Regions from separate parts of the Canis lupus genome. Here region 1 is linked to region 2. The links are chromatin contacts, called in public Hi-C maps. All regions are on one chromosome and are shown on one strand. Each heading gives the region's core, a stretch centred on a gene start, on an enhancer-like site or on the middle of the called end of the contact. The rest is flanking DNA. Distances are from core to core; before and after follow the strand shown.

Region 1 (3,868 bases), core at 31-2,530, 170 kb before region 2:
TGACCCCGTGACCGCTAAGGCCCTGTGCCATCTGGCTCTGTGGAGCTGGTCCTGTTCATCCAGCTCCCAGCTCCCTCCAGCCATCCTGGCCTCTGTCCTTGAGATGTGACCCTCTCACTTGGCCTCAGCGCCTTTACCCCTGTTGGACCTCCAACTTACCTCTCTTCCCGCAGCCCTCCATCCATCCCATCTGAATTCATCTGGTTGCTTTTGCTTGTTTCCCATCTATTCCTCCCTGTTGGTCTTTAAATCCCATTGGGCCAGATTCCTACAGCTCATGTGTTTCCTCCCCATCCCAGCACTGGGGCAGGGCAGGGCCTGGCACACGGTAAGTGCCTGAAGGCAAGAGGCCATGAACTTGGGGTTTCCCATTGCATGCTAGTCCGTGTCCTAAGTGCTTTGCATGTGTTATTGGCTGATTTAGTGACCCAGTGGAGGGCCACAAGCTGACTCTGCAGAGGAGGGAAAGGAAACCAAAGTGAGGAGAGCAACAAGCAGAGCTGAGACTGGACCCTGCCCTGGACCACCTCCCCGCCACCTGTACCCTTCCCCTCACCTCCCCACCCCGCGCTTACCGCCCCCCCCACCTGTACCCTTCCCCCCACCTCCCCACCCCGCATGTAACCAGCCTGCTTGTCTGCCTCCCAGCAGAGGCAGCAGACTTTATGAAGGGACTCCACTGTAGAGGACACTTTCTTTTGTGTTGGCAAAATCTGTACCTGCCTCTGGGGAGCAGAGCTTGGATTTAAGCCTTATCCCTTCCTGCTAGTACCAGTCTGCTGCCCGCACATACGCAGTGCTGTGTGCCCGCGGTTGGGGGCAGGGGGCTGTCAGCCAGGTGGCCCTAGGGCTGCCTGGGCTCCCTGGAGCTGCACACCTTTCCTTACACCTGCCACACCCCCCACCCCCGCCTCGGCTCCCTCAGCACTCACTTGTAGCCTACATCACACCAGTTGAGTGACTTCGTGTGGTAGCTGTGCACGTTCTGCACCTGCATCAGGCACAAGGCCGGGCTGTTGCAGTGGCTGCCAGCTGTATGCGACACCACCACGTTGCGCACCGGCAGTTGTAGCTTCTCGGTGCATCTGGACACCGGGGCCCTCCACTCTCTCCGGGGCACGATGGGGCAGCAGGAGTTTAAGGGGGCTTCTCCAGGCACTCCGAGTCCGAGTCCGAGAAGAGCGAGGAGAGCCCAGGTGAGCAGCACACCGGGGGTGGACATGGCAGGCGAGGCACGCAGGGATGGATAGGAGTTCGTGGCTGGCTGGGCTGCCTTTATCCCCTGGGGCCTGGCATGGGAGGGGAGGGCCTTGCTTCACAGCCCAGCAGGACGGGCGGGTCACACTGAACTCCAGATTCCACTTCCTTCTCTAGCAAGACCGCAACAGGATGTGGTGTGGTGAAGTGAGGAAGTGGGGAGCCTGCGGCAAACCCAGGGGCCTCTCTTCTAGCTGAGAGTCAGGGTGGGGAGGGGTGCATGGGACCCGGCCACTAACCCTGCGGTTTCTGGAAGAGCAAGGGCCTGGCTCCCTGCCAGGCTTTGTCTCTCCTCTTAGTGGGGCTTTGGACAACTCACCAGGATCACTGCCTCCCCCCCCCCCCACTCCCACTCATCTCTCTTCCTCCTGGAGGCACCAGGGTAACAGGCTCTTCTCTCTCTTTTTTAAATTGAAGGATAATTAACATACAATTGTATTTAGTTTCAGGTGTATAACAGTGATTTGACAGCTTTGTACATTAGTGCTCACCTTGTTAAGTGTGACCCCCATCTGTCACCAAGCAATGCAATAGCAGTTCTGTTGACTACATTCCCCATGCTGTACTTCTCTGTGACTTGTTTTATAACTAGAAGTTTGTACCTCTTAATCCCCTTTATCTACTTCACCCACCTCTCCACCCCCACCACTTCGCCTCCTGCCAGTTTGGTCTCTGTATTTAAGAATCCAAAGCTCCCATTTTGAAAACACTTCTCCCAGGCCCAAGCCCACGGTCATGTAACCCCTGCAGCAAACTGCAGATGTTGAGTGGTGGGAAGCCCGTTTCACACTTGAGGACACTGGTGTGGGGAGAGGGGAAGTCTCCTTGGTGAGACAGGGGGACATAGGAGAGCCTGGTGGTCCACAGCCTGGATTCAGAGCCAGGCTGCCTGCATTTGAATTCTGGCCACATTCCAGTGTCTGATCTCCTGCAAGTGAGGTTTCGGTACCTCAGTTTTCCCTACCTACAAAACAGGGATAATAATGTAAAGTACCTGACTCATAAGGTTGATGTGAATTAAGGAATTATGTGGATTGATAAGGGTCAGGCCCTTACGAGATGTCTGGCCCATAATGCCACACAAGGGCCACTGGGACTCAAACTCAAATCTGTCCTTGGTAGCAAGTAACAGGTTTTGCATTGGGTGACACTGGCAGCTCCATTCTGCGCCTGAGGGACTCTCCGGTCCAGGGCCACTCAGTGGCTTGAGATCACCGGTTGGGGTAGAAGACTCTCCTGGGGCCTCTGCCCTGCCTAAGCCCTCTTTCCCATTCCTTCCTAGCAGCTGGTGAGTTGAGGGCAGACCCCTTCCTTTTCTCTAACTCCTTTCTTCCCACTTTAGTGAATTTTAAAAAAATTACAAAAGTAATACATGCTAGCTGTAACAAGTTGGACTGATAAAAAATGCAAATCCCCTGTGCCCCAGTCCCCTCCAGCTCAAGCTCACTAATAACAGCTTACTAAAAACAGTGTGGTATGTTTTCTTGTACTCTGTTGCCCGTGCTCTGGAGGTCATGCTCACATCTGTGATACAGAATAGCATACCAGGCATCACTGAGCACTTTTTTAAAAAATATTTATTTATTTGAGAGAGAGAGAATGAGCTGGGCATGAACAGGGGGAGGAGTAGAGGGTGAAGCAGACTCTCTGTTGAGCAGGGAGTCTGATGCACGACTTGATCCCAGGACGCTGGGATCATGACCTGAACCAAAGGCTTAACCATCTGAGCCATCCAGGCTTCCATCGCTAAACATGTTTCATGAATTCTCTCAGCACATGCTTTCAACAGGTCTGAGAGATAGCTATTATTATTAACCCCTTTTATAGTCAAGAAAACTGAGGCCCAGAGAGATGATCACATATGGGGAGAAGATAGTGATGCTGGAGTTTAGCCACAGGCTTCCAGGACCCCAGAGATGGAGTTCCTAAACCATATTCCACTTCCTACAAACATATGTAAGACACTATATGTAGTTTTTAATTTTGTTAAGTTACTATTTTATTATCTTTTTAAAGATTTATTTATATTCATTTTTTAAAAAGATTTTTATTTGACAGAGAGCACAAGGGGGGGGGGTGTGGAGCAGCAGGCAGAGGGAGAGGGAGAAGCAGACTCCTCACTGAGCAGGGAGCTGGATGCAGGGTTAAACCCCAGGACCGTGGGATCATGACCTGAGCTGAAGGCAGACGCTTAACCAACTGAGCCACTCAGGTACACCAAGATTTTATTTTTAAGTAATCTCTACAGCCAACGTGGGGCTCGAACTCACAACCCTGAGATCAAGAGTCGAATGTTCTGATTGAGCTAGCCAGGCACCCCTATATTTTTTAAATAACAAAATCAAATCATGTGCATTAGTCTGCCTTTTGTTACCTATCCCATGTGCCTCTCTCTGGGTGAACACAGCTAATTCTAATAGAATCTTCATAATAGTTGGATAGTATTTCATGGTATAGGCTTACCATTTTGACATAATCTTTACATTTCTTGAAGCTTTGCAGGTCTTTCTCCCACTCCCACGTTGCACAAAGTATTATCAGACATCCAGCCCTACGTACTAGAGCATTTATAACTGATAAATACAGACTTTAGGTCGAAGACTACATATTT
Region 2 (4,120 bases), core at 1,596-4,095:
GTCCTTTTGCTACACAACAAACAACTGCCTTTAGACCTGTGTATTTGTCTCGGTTCTGTGGGTTGACTGGGCTTCACTGTGCGGTTCTCACTTGAGGTCTTAGGCATTTGCTGTCAGGTGACATCTGGGGCCGGAGTCACCTGGAGACTAGAAGACTAGCCTAGCTAGACATTTATGGCGGCTCATTCTGAGGCCTGGAAGCTGGTGCAGGCTGGGAACTGTCACTGGAGCGTCCACACAGGGCCTCCATGTTGCTTGGGCTTCTCCTAGTGTAATTGGGTCCTGGTGTGGCGGGGTGTGGGGTGGGGGGTGTCGGGAGGGTGGTATGGAGAGGCACCCTACACACTCAGGTGGGAGAGCCCATAAGTCCTCGTGACCTGATCATGGAGATTCCACAGCATCACTGCCACTACATTCTGCTTGTCAAGCAAGTCACTAAGGCCAACCCAGATAGAAATAAATATTTATTTGTGCAAATTTCTGATTCAAAGTACAGTTTTGGGTTGATCTCGAGAAGCCAGATTCTTTTAAGTCAGTAGATGATGAATTTTTTCTATAGAAAGAGGCCTATAGCAAGCATTTAATTTGTCAACTGCTTGGCTTTATATGTTAAGGATGTCTGGATTCTAGAATGTATATTGCTGGCATTCTTCATAAAATCCTGTTGGGTTTTTTTTTTTTGTTTTTTTGTTTTTAACTTTTTATTTGGTAACAATGTTAAACTGAACAAAAGCCCACCAGAGAAGTACAAAGAACACTTGTATACCTTTTACCTAGATTCACCAAGGAACAAAGCATTTCATTTCAGTTCCGTTTGCTTGACACACTCGGTGTGGGGCGCGCATGCACACACGCACACCAGTGTTTCCTGAGCCATTGGGAGAAAGTTGCAGAGCATAGGTCATAGCCCATTAGCCCTGTGTCCTCCAGTGTGTTTTTCCTGAGTAAGGATAACGTAACCGCTAGTCAGCCTCACAGTCATAGGATGTTTGTATTTACTTCCAGCCACCGTGTATATCAATTCATGTCAGTTGACCCAGGCATGCCCTAATTAAATTTAGTTGTCCTGTCCCCTTTGGTCTGCTTCAATCTGGAATGTTTCCTCACACTCTTTGTCTTTTATGACATTGACATTTGTGATGAATGTGATCCTTCCTTTTTAAAGAATGCTTATTTGGGGGGTTGGTCTGGTGTTTCTTCATGAGATTCTTGTGGACCTCTAACTGGAACAGCTTGTAAGGAATGTATTGGAAGCCCTCTGCTTGGGAAATAGGCTGCAAATAATAGTTTTTTCCTGGTCTTTCCTTTTTTATTTTTTAATTGTAAAAATTTACACAGAAGATAAAACTTATACTCTGTGTAAGTCTTAACCATATTTCAGTTTATATGCCAGTCTTTTCTCTTTAGACTTTGCTTGTGCCATGCAAAAGTCTATTTTGATGAAATCGAATGTATGGGTTTTTCTTTCATGGTCTCTGCATTGTGAGTCAGGGTTAGAACTCTATACCCAGGTTTCACAGAAATCCCGACAGGTTTTCTTTTCTTTTTCTTTTTTTGTTTTTTAAAGATTTTATTTATTTATTCATGAGAGACACACAGAAAGAGTGAGAGGCAGAGACACAGGCAGAGGGAGAAGCAGGCTCCATGCAGGGAGCCTGACGTGGGACTCGATCCCGGGTCTCCAGGACCAGAACTCGATCCTGGGTCTCCAAGATCAGGCCCTGGGCTAAAGGCGGCGCTAAACTGCTGAGCCACCCGGGCTGCCCCCGACAGGTTTTCTTCCCACGTTTGTGCAATTCCTTGTTTTCCATCTAGATCTCAGGTCTGTTTGGAGTTTGCTTATTCTTGTATGTGGGGTGTTATCTTTCCCTGAGTGGCTACCAGAGGAGTTTTTTAATGAAAAGAGAAACCACTTCAGGAGATGCTGGGAGGGGCAGCATCTCAGTAGTGTTTATGTCTTGACAAAAAAAGGAATTAAGGAAGTCAGGAGATATACCCCCAACAAGAACTAACACTAAACATCCACATGAAGGAGTTTGGGTGGAGGTGCAGGAAGGACAGGGAGAGGGACCTGTGAGGGGAAGGTCGCCATATGTCCGTAAGTTTTACAGGTACCAGTAGGGACGGATCTGTATGAACATAAGATTCAAGGCAGCTAATTGAACAACAGCAAAAACAACCAATGTCTAAATATAAGACTAAATACTAAAGGGAATTTGGCCAAGAGATGCCCGTGAAAACAGGTAATTAAGATGCAAGGTTACAGATGCTGGGATGGGGGCTCCCCCCACCCCCAGCCTTTAGAATTTAGGTCAGGGTCACCAAGCTGGGGCCATGAGAGGTGCACAGGGTGGCCGAGTGGGGAGACACTGAGGTCAGGTGTAGACACTGTGATGCATGGTCATGTCAGAAACCATTGGAAGTTCTTGGGATCTGAGCAGGAACAAATGTGGAGGTCATCAGAGTCTGGGCATGAATGAGGGGCCCCCGAGATACCCTGCTACCTGAGGAGGGCCTGTCGGAGTTGGGGACGGCTACACAGGAGAAGCTGGAGAACCAGAAGGGGGTCTCGGAAGCTTCCCTCCCCAACTGCTGTGATGGACCCAGGCAGCTGCCCCATTGGACAGAGCTGAGGCTCGGAAGTAGCTGGATCTGGGCCTCTCTTCCTTTGAAGCTACCTTTCCCTTCACGCCTCCCTCCACAACCCCACCCAGCCTGTCATTGGCATGTTTAGTCAGGTCCTGGGCCCAAAGTGGCCACCAGGCGAGGAGAGATTACCAGCCCCATTGCACAGGCTGGGGGCACCCACCTGTCGGGGGATGTCAGGTGCTTGGCAGCCAAAGTGACAGATGCCCACTGCTCCCTGACCACCACACGCACCTGTGGGTTCCTCTGCTTGTGACCCTCCTGTGGTTCCCATCTCTGTAAAAGCCAGATTCCTTCAAGACTCCTTGGTATTCTGGAACCTTCCAGGCACACCTGCCTTTGCATGTGTTCTAGCCTTTTCCATGTTGCTCCTTCTCACTTATTAAATACCTCCTGCCGGTCCTTCAGTCCCTGCTCAGAGAAGTCTGCCCAGAGTGCATGCACCATGTCACGTGGCACAGCACTCTTCCTCCACAGCGCACACCAGCTTCCAACACACTGTCCAGTGTTTGCTGCTCATGCTCATTGCTTGTGTCCCCAATAGAGTCCTGGCCTCCGAGGGCAGGGGCTTTCTCTGTCGTGTCCGCAGCTGTGTGTTCAGTGCTGTAAACAGCCCCCGGCATGGTGCGAGTGCTTGCAGTGTGCTTGCGAACCAGTCACTGCCTCCATTCATGCACCAGATTGCTGTCCTCATTCTGTCATGACCCGGCTTTTCCATGGTTTCTGTAAGAGGAGGAAACAGGTGAAGCCATTTGCCCTAGGGCACACAGCAGGGGGGTCAGGATTTGAGCCCCAGGCCTGCCTAAACCTGGAGTTAACATCCACAAGGCCCAAAGGGTGAGGGGAGCCAGCTTGAATTTGAATTTGAAAATGAACCTGGGTGGAAGCAGTGCAAGCCTGGTGGTGCCAGGAGGGGAGGGTGAGTGTCCACCTCAGGATGAATCGGGGCAGCTTTCAGGGTTCTGGGAGCTCGAGCTTCGCAGCCTATATTCTGAATTACAGTCGTGTAGGAACTGGAACCCTCCAACATTGCTGGGGGAATGTAAGGCGGTGCCACCCCTGTGGGTGTCAGTGGTTCCCGACATCCAGCAGCCCTCTCCCAGGTGACTTTTCAGAAGGAGTTAAGACGGGTGTTCAAACACTTGTACATGAATGTTCACAGCGGTGCTGTTCACAGTTGCCAAAAGGCCAACCCAAACGAATGTCCATCAGCAGGTGGGTGGAGGGGTAAGCAAAATGTGGCAGATCTAGACAGTAGTAGGATTCCAGTAATACGAAATGCGCAGGAGGGCACATCTGTGGAGACGGAAAGCAGATTAGTGGTGGCCAGGCTTGTGGGAGGGGAAGGGACAGTGGGGACTTTTTTTTTTTTTTTTTAAGGATTTTATTTATTCATCAGAGAGGCAGAGACACAGGGAGAGGGAAAAGCAGGTTCTCCATGGGGAGCCCAGTGTGGGACTCGATCTCTGGACCC

What was found. A called contact is a pair of places that touch in the nucleus more often than the background predicts.
Region 1: a contact with region 2 is called in a Hi-C map of skin fibroblasts, with 1.8 times the contacts expected there. The contact joins the promoter of PGLYRP1 here to the enhancer-like site in region 2. A contact is called at or near these places in 3 of 9 Hi-C or Micro-C datasets (amygdala, blood and skin fibroblasts).

What each region holds. Positions count from the first base shown.
Region 1 is chr1:110,322,032-110,325,899 of UU_Cfam_GSD_1.0, reverse strand. It overlaps PGLYRP1 (peptidoglycan recognition protein 1), which reads right to left and starts at 1,280. Exons shown (of 3, transcript XM_038528523.1): 1 at 933-1,280. The coding sequence starts at 1,222. CCDC61 (centrosomal protein CCDC61) reads left to right here. Exons shown (of 15, transcript XR_005354562.1): 15 at 1-554.
Region 2 is chr1:110,154,271-110,158,390 of UU_Cfam_GSD_1.0, reverse strand. No RefSeq gene overlaps it. Among named protein-coding and RNA genes, the nearest start is that of PPP5C, 23 kb to the left of the region's middle. Within about 2 kb of position 2,845, at least 2 of the 20 cell types and tissues checked have an H3K27ac peak or open chromatin away from gene starts, as enhancers often do.